Linked DNA regions of Anas platyrhynchos: region 2 is linked to region 1. Evidence: chromatin contacts called from public Hi-C data. All regions are on one chromosome and are shown on one strand. The core of a region is the stretch at or near the end of the contact, and the rest is flanking DNA. Distances in the headings are between cores, read along the strand shown.

Region 1 (5,478 bases), core at 1,544-4,043:
TTGAAATATGTTTCACAAATTAGAACAGCAAAGGGTTTCTTGCCAGTATAATTAATCTTCTTAGAAGAATAGCTCTATTAAGAGATGAGTAGGTTCAGTAATGCAGAGTGTCGTTTTAATGTGCCAGCCTTGATTGTTAGAGCATTTAATTCTCCTATTATTTGTTACTAATACAATAGAAGCATAGCTAGGGAGAAATGAGAGTGTGGTACTGGAAAGGCATAATACTCAGAGCTACGTGCGTTATTTCTGCTTCCACTTTATGGTACTGTAGGTATCAATGTATTGGTATTCAGTAGTGTTGTTTTTTTTTTTTTTTCTGTTGTGCTTAAATTGTGTGTTTTTTTTCCCGACTTTGTTTACAAAGTGAAACAATAAATTAATGGTAGCAACTGCTTAGAAATTAGTTTGTAACTTCTGAAACAAGACTGATAGCTAGGCTACTTATTAGCAACAGCTCAAGAATTGGAAATGATATTCTAACATGCTAAACTTCATAACCATAATTTATTGTTAGAACCTTTTAGCTCTTTGCATGTGTGATAATCTGATTTAATGTGCCTGCATAGCAGTTGCTACTAGATCCTTGACTTGAAAAGGAAGCCATCATAGCCTGAATGCCAAGTGCTCTTGTGATGTTGATCAGATCGGTGTGCCTTCTAAATATGTGAGGACTTCCTACCTTCAGTTCATCGTGAGCTCTAAGACACACGTTTGTGATTGTAGTAGATGGACATCCTGGTGAGGAGTGTCCTATGATTTTTATTCCATATTTAAGAATTTAATTCCCTAACATACCCAAAGAAATAATTGGGGGGAATAGACACAGGCTTTGTTGTGAGTATCTCTGATGTTTTCTGGTCTCAAGACTCAAACATAGTAAAAATGAAGGAAAAAAAATATGGGGTGGTGGATAGAAAAACTGTATATAAGGAACAGAAGGATAATAATGTGGAAAATCTCTCATGACTTAGTTTGGGGATTCATTTATCTGAAAACTTGGCTTGCAGACTCCCTGTCTTAAAGGAGTTAGGATGTGGATTGTGCTTTGAAGACAACTGATGAGAATGATTGGGGATAAGGATGCATTCTCTTATGAAAAAAGGCATGAAAAGCATCAGGGCTTGTTAATTTTAGAAAGGAAAAAGCTTGAGAAGAGAATATTGTTGTAGAGGAGGTGAATTGGGAGCGTCTTCTTGCAAACAGTTATTTTGACAAAACTCAAAGAGTTGAATTTGATTGCCAAAAGCAATTTACTTCAATGCCGCAAAGTGTTAATATTCCAGGGTTGGAGTGTGTATGGGTGGACAAGGGATGATTTTCCCTTAATTTTTATTGTTAAGGATAGGCTGCTCTACTGGAGTACCACACCATTGCCAAATACGTATTTACGTTTGTGGAGAAAGAGGAGTGTGTGTGTGCGTGTTCCCTTGGCATATAGCACATTTCAAGCACCATCTCCAGCTTTTTGTGAAAGAACATCCGATAGTGTGCTACCCATAAATGAGAATCACAGAGTATCCCAAGTTGGAAGGGACCTGCAAGGATGATCCAGCCCAACTCCTGGGCTACATCTCTCATGCGTTGCTCACTATCTAGTGCCTGGAAAAATTAGAGATGTTCCAAGAATAAGAAACCATGCATGTTCCTGTTGCCAACTGTGGTGATGGGAAAACACTTCAAGGAAGTCTGTCATTGGAAAATTTGATACTTTTGTGAAAGCAATTTTGAACCTTTTTTTTCCCTTTCCTTCTTACAAACTTAAGTTTTCTAAACTGCTCCCTGTACTCCTTGAACTGAAAACTGAGCATCATTTTTGAAAATTAGGTTGAGGATTCTGTTTTAGTGGCAGGTCTCTTGTTGGTATAAACTTTCTTCCTTGTGTTCTGTACCACACAATATATGGTCTGGGTCATTTTTTCATCTTCAGAGATGAAGTCTGGTGACTACACTGTTGGTGCTTTGTTAATCCTGATGATAGACTTCTAAGGTTTCCTTCCAGAGTCAGTCTCCTGTTCAGAAATTTCAAATGACTTACGGTTTTACATTCACTTTGCAAGGTAATGGTTAAAATGAGACAATCATGTTGTAGAATATGTCAGAAAGTTTGCCTTTCCCTGGTCTTGTTCTACAAGAAGTAGATAAAACAAACAAACAAAAACCCACACAACAAAACCTCTCAGATTTTGAATAACAGTCTGGAGGACAGAAAGTCTCAGATGCAAGGACTTGAAATTACTAACACGCTGAAAAACTTCCCATGTTGAATTATACTGAGCCGGTGACAGCCCCCATTCAGCCTCATCTATCCTGACCGTTCAGTTACCTAAAGCTTTGAGGATTAGGTTATTCTGAGCAGAATGGGGCAAATGGTCATCCTTGGGGCAGGGAGGGAGACTGTGCTGGAAACCTGGTAATTGAGACAGACTTGACACTGTGGCATATTAGTTTTGACGTTCAAGTTGAGGTGTGCTTTTTAGGAGAGAATATTCACTGTTGATTTTCCGAGTTTTCATTCCTTTGCTTTTGATTTAGTATAGCTGTATTAGGAATAGAATCAGTTGTACCCAGTATATAAACCTCCTGTGGCAGTGTATTGCCCCTGTGCAGTTTGCTCTTTCTGCTCTTTATTACAAAAGGTTGTGCCTCACCTCTGCATCATTCTTGGCTACCAGGGAGAGTGGCTAGTCGGCTACAGGTTTGGGTTTTTAAAGCCACCATGTAGATAATTCCCTTTATATTCGTTTTAAGGCTAAAACCAATTGCTGATGTTTGGAAAGCCTGGTGAGGAATTTGCGGTGATGTTCTGCCATCTGCTGGTGGGCATGTAGCAATTGAGAGAAATAGTTTAACCCTGAGACCTAAGTAACTTCTAATAAAAGGTTTTCAGAGATCCTGGTAATTTTTTGTGATTTTGCAGCACAAGAATACTATTTGTGTGATTGTGTTCTACAGTAACCACTTGCTAATAATCTGGCTTCTTTTTTAGCTGGAGTGTGAATTAGCTTCATATTTTAATGCACCATGGCTTGCAACAGTGGTTTTCTGGTAACAGAAAGCTGGTGATTAGGATAGTTAATAAAATAAGATTAGTGTTTTTTTTTTTTTTTTTTTTTTTTTTTTTTTTTTTTTTTTTTTTTTGAGGCAAATAGGTCAATCGTTGTTTTTTGCATTTTTTGGGGGTCAAAAGATGTGTTGCCTAACTGTGTTTTGGTCGATGACCTGCTAGGTGGTGCTGAAGTACTGGAGGTTTCATCTCAGCATAGTGAATTGCATTTTCAACACAAAATGACACCATTGCTACAGGGCCAACCTAAAGAAGAGCGAGATCTTTTCCTGTGCACCGAAGCTAGAAGGGGACATTAACAGCGTGTTGTTTGCAAATTCACTACAGAAATTAACAATTGAAAAATCCAGCTGAAATGCAGTGCAGTTAGAAGTTCAATTTTTTTATATTCTGCTTCCAAAACCCTATTAGTTATAAAAGGAAATTCTGTATCTGGGTCTCCTCCTTGTTTTGCCGTGCTTTAACAGACTCTCTGTGTATTATTCACTAATTTCACAGTGATGAGGCCTTGGAAGGAACAGAGTTTGTGGTGACTTGCAGGTATCTGATTAGCAAATCAAGCATTAGCTTGCAAAGCTGGTCTTCCACTGCACTCTCTGGCTTTCTGTTTAATATGAATACTCACAGTGATGTGAGTGCACAGAGCTTAGGCTTCTACCTCCTTGCAAAAGAATTAGATGTAATCTCTGTCTTTTTACTGAAAAATATAGCAGTAGTTGGGGGACAAGCCATTAATGCCAGTTGTGTGTAGAGCTACCTCCTGCTGATTGATTGCATACTTATCTCAGGAGCAGACATTTGAGTCTGATGAGAAAACTTCATTTACATTTGTGTGTTCTGAAACACGAAGCTGCTCTTTTTCCAAAATGTTTTGTTATAGGTAACCTTACTTTTTGATTGTGTTTTAGGAGGTAAGGTGTTGACTGTTTAAATGTTGCTGAAGACATTTGAAAATATTTTTAACTGAAAAATAATCAAAAATAATTAAAGTTACAGCTCATGAAGACCATATACTTGTTCTAGGGTGTAAAGAACTTTTAATACTTGACTGTACAAATCTCATATTGTTAGAAAAGTAGAAGATAGCAGAGGACTATGGTTATGTGAATGAAATCTATTACTGTATGAAGTCATGGAAATTGTGTTTTAAAATAGCAGTAATAGCCTGAAATGGTAAGTAAATGGATTCCAGATTAAGATTAAGATTATGTGAAGCCTAAATTTATGCATACTAATTAACAATTTACATTTGTTTATGCTGTGAAGTCTATGAGCAAATCTTTGAGAGTTTTGGTAAGTTATGGATTTTGGAAGATGTGGCTCTGAGGAGATGAGATAGAAGGTAAGTGTTGCTTGAAGAGCTAAAGCACTGTCCAGACTTGTGTTTTCTTGAAGGGACTGGATTTGAGGGAGAGATGGGGAGCAAGTTCTGGGTGGAGGATTGAACATACCGGCATGGGCTGAGTGATAAGACTTGAAAGTGAGGACAAGGATCTGATAGTGTGGAGAAGGGGAGAATCAGGCCTTTTGCAGAGGAGTAAATGCCGTTATAAGCAAATTGCAGAAGAGCTTCTTTGAACATATTTGAGTATTCTGAGCAAAATTCCGAGCACTAGGCAATGCCTAGGGTGCTTGCAGAGATTTACCTTTGTCACAGCTTTAAGGCATCTCTGGTGGGAAAAGTAAAATGCATATGCTATAATCCTGCATATTTTCATGATAAATTCAGGAACATATGCTTCACAGCGGCATTCAAAACTGATAGTCCTGTTAGGATTTTCACTATGAAATTTCATTCTAAATAATGAATGTGTATCTGAATAAAGAATAGCAAATAATTGTGACAAATTCTGTACCAAAGTTATACTTAATATATAGTGCATAGTACTTGAACACAGTCAGCAACTTGCTATGAAGTCTTTTCAGGTCAGCATTTTTTTTAACTCCAGTTAAGTGAATTTCATTTTGGAGTGGACTCATTGGCTCAAAGGAGGTTTTCATACTGGAAAGAAAATTTGAACACCCTTCTTTGTAACCTGAGGCTTGTCATCATAGGAAATATGAATTCATAAAACTTGCCTTGTGATAATTGTTAGGCACTAGACTGTCAGTTTGAATGATTGCAGTTCTCATTATCTTCAGATGCTGTGTGTTACTTTTTGTCTATGAATATGTTGAATTGATTTTTGGCACACGCAGTCAGTTCTGCTCCTGACAGCAGTGCTATTGTAGGTGTAAAGTGAGAAACTGCTGTAGTGTGCATGGAAAATTAGCTTTTTTTTTTTCTTTTTTTTTTCTTTTTTTTTTTTCTTGGGGAGGTGTGAGGAACTTAAGACAATACAAAGAGTTATTCAGGCAGCCTTGAATATACATTGTCACTGGAACGATACTTTGTTCCATAAGAGTGTTCT
Region 2 (5,087 bases), core at 1,200-3,699, 53 kb after region 1:
TCACATATTTGCAATTACCCCATCATTTTTAGATTTCAACTCAATTGGTCCCATTGCATGCATTAAACTGTTAAGCCATCTCAAGATCCAGCTGAGTCTCCCCCATGTGAACAAGTCCTCATCCGTGGTATGCATTTTCATTGTCCACTCCTTCCTTGGAGATCTGTGATGCCCTCCTGAGAGGCAGCAGCCCCTAGGAAGCATCCTGAACCAGGGCATCAGTTCTGACTGCAGTCTGCTTCCTCCTTGTTGCCACCTCCAGGCATTGTCTGTCATCTTTGCTGAGAGGTGACTTTTGTAGACACCAACTCACTGGTGATTCAGGAGGAGCAAAGCTGTTAATTCTGGTGCTCACTATCATGCAATTTCCAGCTCTGATGCTTTGGCCTCAGTTCCACCATTTCACAATTTAATTCAGAGGATTATAAGCGGTGTTGCTACCAGATCTGCTTTGGAGAAGCAAAAGGAGGTGAAGAGCTGGGAGGGTGCAGGCTTGGTGGTTCTCCAGAGGGAAGGGAAAGTGCTGGGGCAGTGGGCACAGCTTGGTGCATGACTGGCAGGGCTTTTGAAGGGGATTTTAAGACTAATGTGAGATGAGGCATAGTGGAACAACAGGTATAAAAATTGATTGCTTTGATTGTGCTGTTTGTTGTCTAGAGCACAGAGGTATTAAATTTGAACTACTGCCTATTGATCCCACAGCTGCACTGTATTTGTCAAGGTGGGGGTATGGAGTGAAAACGATTGCTACATGGATAGAATAATAGTTCACCCGCATTGAGATGTCATCTGGTGGTACTTTTTCTTCTTTATTTGGAAACTCAGTTGATCACAGATTTCAAAAAGATGATTTCATGACCATAGCCCAAATCCTTCTTTTAACCTTGTATATATTTATTCCAGAAACAGCTATAATAGAGGGAGTATTAAAGCTTTTATCATGCGAGTAAAACAAATGTGCAGTAGAGGAAAGAAAAGGCTCGTCCACTCCTATTACTGGATGAGGATTCCTGTGGTATTTTGTCTATATGTCAGAGTCCCAATTACTGGAGCCTCGCTGCTACAAAGGAGTGTTATCTCTTTCAGCCCTCATGACCAGAGCACAGCTTGTAAACATGAACCTAAAGGCTCAAAAATTAGAAGGCAGATACAGAGACTTAAAGGTCGCCGTTTTCCTTTTTCAGCCAGTACCGTGAAATTTCAGAGCTGAGTGCGTCCAGTTGGAGAATTTCTGGGGCAGGTTGTTTGGGAAGAAATGGAAGCACAGCATTTGGCTCTAAGAGGCACGCCCTGCTAGGCACCTTTGTTCTGCTAGGTCTTCTTTAAAGGGGATAAATGAAAAACATCTGCCCACATGGTGCAGGAGAGATAATACATATATATGCATGTCTATTGTACGTAAACATAGCATAGTGTAAGGCACATAATAATGATATGGATTTCTCCATTTGCAGTGGCAGGGAGCAGTCATCGCCATGTAGACTTCACAGTTGGAAACTTTAATTCTTTCGAACAAATGAGAGTGGAAGCAGTACCTTTCAGAATATAAAACATACAACCTGTTATCGATGCTAATGATTTATTATCTTACATACTTGAAATGTTTTGATTAGATCTTGACAAGTTTGTCTGATGACAGGAATTTATTTCTTGATGCTGTAAGCTGTCAGGCTTGTGATAATTCACACATGAAATTTGCTCGGTGCTGTTAAGCTGCAACGAAATCTCCAACTTTAGAGAACTCATACTGGAAAATAAGAGGAGCAGGTTTTTGGACTTTTTTTTTTTTTTTTTTTTTTTTTTTTAGTTCTAGTAGCTGCGAATTTTTGGTACCTTTGAAAAACTTGAACTGGTGTCCCGTATATGACTTAGCAAAGCAGTACTGATGGTTTGTCAGTAGCCTTATTAATCATTTAAATCTACATCAACGCCGTATCTAAACATGGAGAAGTGGTTACCAGATTTTATGGATTTTTTTTTTCCATTCACTGTCTTCAATATTCAGTCGAAAAAAATTAGTTGTTTTTTTTTTCCTTTGGGGGAAGAAAAATACATCACTTAGGTCAGCACTCTGGAAGCCAGGAACTGAACTTGGCCACATACTTGTCATTTTGGTGCGAAAAGCTGAAATTCAGCAGCCCCAGAACCTGCCAGGGGCCGCTTCTAAGGCCTCATTCAGGTGTCCTGCCCCCTGCCCACCGCTGGCACGGCACAGGCACAGCCTGCACTGGCTTTCCGAGGGGACTGACAAGGAAAGGGACTGATTTTCTCCACGCCCCGGGTTTGGCTGAGGGAGGGCTCCGGGACCCCGCCGCGCTCCCGCTGCCCCCTGCCGCCCGCGGCCGCCTGCTGCCACCTGGTGGCGCCGGGCCGCGGGCTGCTGCGGGCTGCTGGCTGCCAGGGCTTGCTGCTGCCTTACACAGAATCACAGCACAAAGTGAAACCCTTGCCTTGAAATCCCAAGGCTTCCCTGATCCTGCTGCTTGGGTGCAAACCGCTGTTTTCTCAAGGCCTTGTCCATTCGCTGATATGTAGGTGGGTAATACATATTGGCATGTAAAATTAACTCTCCGTTTTCTTTCTGTTTTCCAGAAGGAGCTCAGTCTACCTAGAAGAGGAAGCTTGTAAGTAGAGCTATTCTTTATTTGATGCTTCTTTGTTTTGAACACATATAGCTGTTCCCTTGTGGAAGTCATATAAACAGGCAGCTAACTCTCTTTCCTCTGACAGAATCAGTCATACACATGGCAACAGCTTGCATTTCTCAGAGATTAAACCCCTGTTCATTTCCTTAAGTATAGTAGGAAAGATAGGAGTAGTGTAAGCTTACTTGTAATTACCAGTTTCAGTTGACCCCCATATGGAAGTAGCTGTGGTGTTGAGTGTTGCTTGCACTGACATCCCTCAAGTGACTCCACGGCAGTCACTTATTATTTATGTGATGAGGACAACTTCGATCGCTGCTCTTCAAATGGTCCAAGTGGACAGAAATCCCCATACGTATTCCTGGGTCAGGTGTTTGTGTAATAAACAGTCAGTATAATAGAGATATTTTAATAAAGTAGCAAATGTTGGAAAAAGTAGGCTTTTAAACTTAAGTTTAAACAAATATATATATATATATTTCTGTTCTAGTACATGGTGCTTAAAAATTTTAGCAAATGTTTCAGTGGTAGTAGGAGAACTTTACCATACTTACAGATTTGTGGTGGAACAAATTGCATTATTGATTGCATTGTATAAAAGAGAAAGCATTTGAACTGGCTGCTGTTGCATTATGATTTAAAATTGCTTCCCAAAGCTTGTATACTAGACAAAGCTCACAAAAGCATATAACCTTTCTTCCTCAGGTTTCTGGTTTTAATGAGAAAAAACTTTCAATCTTTTAATGTGAGCTCTCTCCTTTGTATAAGAGGCAGCATTTGGAAAATGCTGTGTAGTGCCAGTAATTCAGTGCTGAACAATACAACGGATCAAAAGGGCTTTTTTTTTTTCTTTTAAATGGGGTATGACCAAACCTTTTTACTTAGTTCACATGACAGTGGTGAAACACTCAGTGAGTTAGGTAAAGAAGAACATGAAACTCTGATAGCTTTTATTTATTTATTTATTTATTTATATATATGTATATATATATATATATATATATATATATATATATATATATATATATATATATATATATATATATATATATATCAGCATGCCTTAAAGGCTGGTTTAGCTATATTTGCTAGATTTGTAAGAATGGTGATGTTCAGGAGTTTAAGATTGTGAAGGTGCTTTGAAAAATTGCTGGAGTAGTGAGTTACCAACAGGGTTTTTGTTTGTTTATTTAATATAACTTAGATATTTTTATAACAAAAGTTTTGGAATTGAAATTGACGATGCCAGAGATTTTCCCTTCCCTCATTCAAGTGTGGAGGTGGGTATGACACTAAACTACACATACACTTACCTTTGAAATATTTGAGATGTAAATGAAATCCTTCAGATGTGTAACATTTTATTTAGTAGTAACTAAACTGAATGACTGAATGTTTTCTTTCTACACTGATTTAACACCTTTAGTTTCTATTACTTTACTTTAGTTTTCTTCCACAAGTTAATGCCTTTTAAGCCATCATTATGTGAAGAAATTCAGCAACCTGTGTCGGGAAGATCCAGGCTATAAATTTTAAACAAGGTTGCAGCTACTAGTGAGACTAAAAGTCTAGGGAGAATTGAAATGTATTCGGTTAGTTGAACTTGTTATCTAGTTGATTATTTGTATTTTCTGGAATCATAGATTCTGTTGTCAATTCTACCAAATGATTTTTTTTTGTTTTGTTTGAAAAGTATAACTATTTAAGAAGTCAGTAGTGCATTGTGGCTTATGCATATTTGTGTTGATGATAAGCATATGGGCTCATTGAAGCAGGTCCTATGGAGTTGATTCAGATATTTCAGTATTAGAGTATTTGATTTAAAAAAATAAAATCCACTGTTAGTCTTTGAATCAGGAATTGGAGAAAATTATATCAAAAAAGGCAATAATTATAGTGTATGTGTGTATATATAAATAAAATAAACATATTTATGAATTTATTCAGCCATTCTGTCGAAAAGGGTGGTCTAATAATGTGCTCTTAAAATACATACTGTCAGCATTTCTCAGTTCTTTTGGAGGCTTTTCTTCTGCTTGAATCAACTTAACAGTGAACATCATATGAAAAATAAATTCTGAAAATAAAATTTATTTTGAAAAGGTATTCTACTGTGGCTAATGAGTAGGGATATTTATGGATGTAGCTAGGTCCTGAGTCATTGACTGTCGTTCATTGACTTTGCTTCACTGACAGGAGGAGAAGCAGAAATTGACAGATGGATGAAGCCTCTGGCTTAGAGCCAGAAATCCTCAAGAGGTGCATCCATTTTCTGCAGAAACTCCAGCCTTTGTAGCAGTTCAGGACTAATTGTATTATACAGAAATATATAGGCACTCAGCATTTCTCTGTGCGCTAGTCAGGAGGCTGGGATACATTAACTACTGTAAAAAGATCACATCTGGGGAGGAAGTCATTATTTCCCAGAAAACCAGAAGTGGA

What was found. Hi-C and Micro-C count contacts between places; a contact is called where the count stands out from the background.
Region 2: a Hi-C map of F1 follicle shows a contact between it and region 1, with 2.6 times the contacts expected there. The contact joins two enhancer-like sites. A contact is called at or near these places in 4 of 8 Hi-C or Micro-C datasets (F1 follicle, F5 follicle, liver and 1 more).

What each region holds. Positions count from the first base shown.
Region 1 is chr8:30,010,903-30,016,380 of IASCAAS_PekinDuck_T2T, forward strand. The region is part of intron 3 of MAST2 (microtubule associated serine/threonine kinase 2); the gene reads left to right. Among named protein-coding and RNA genes, the nearest start is that of MAST2, 29 kb to the left of the region's middle. Within about 2 kb of position 2,794, at least 2 of the 8 cell types and tissues checked have an H3K27ac peak or open chromatin away from gene starts, as enhancers often do. A contact at or near this core is called in F1 follicle, where this site is marked.
Region 2 is chr8:30,063,977-30,069,063 of IASCAAS_PekinDuck_T2T, forward strand. It overlaps MAST2 (microtubule associated serine/threonine kinase 2), which reads left to right. Exons shown (of 30, transcript XM_038183262.2): 4 at 2,593-2,624. Among named protein-coding and RNA genes, the nearest start is that of MAST2, 81 kb to the left of the region's middle. Within about 2 kb of position 2,450, at least 2 of the 8 cell types and tissues checked have an H3K27ac peak or open chromatin away from gene starts, as enhancers often do. A contact at or near this core is called in F1 follicle, where this site is marked.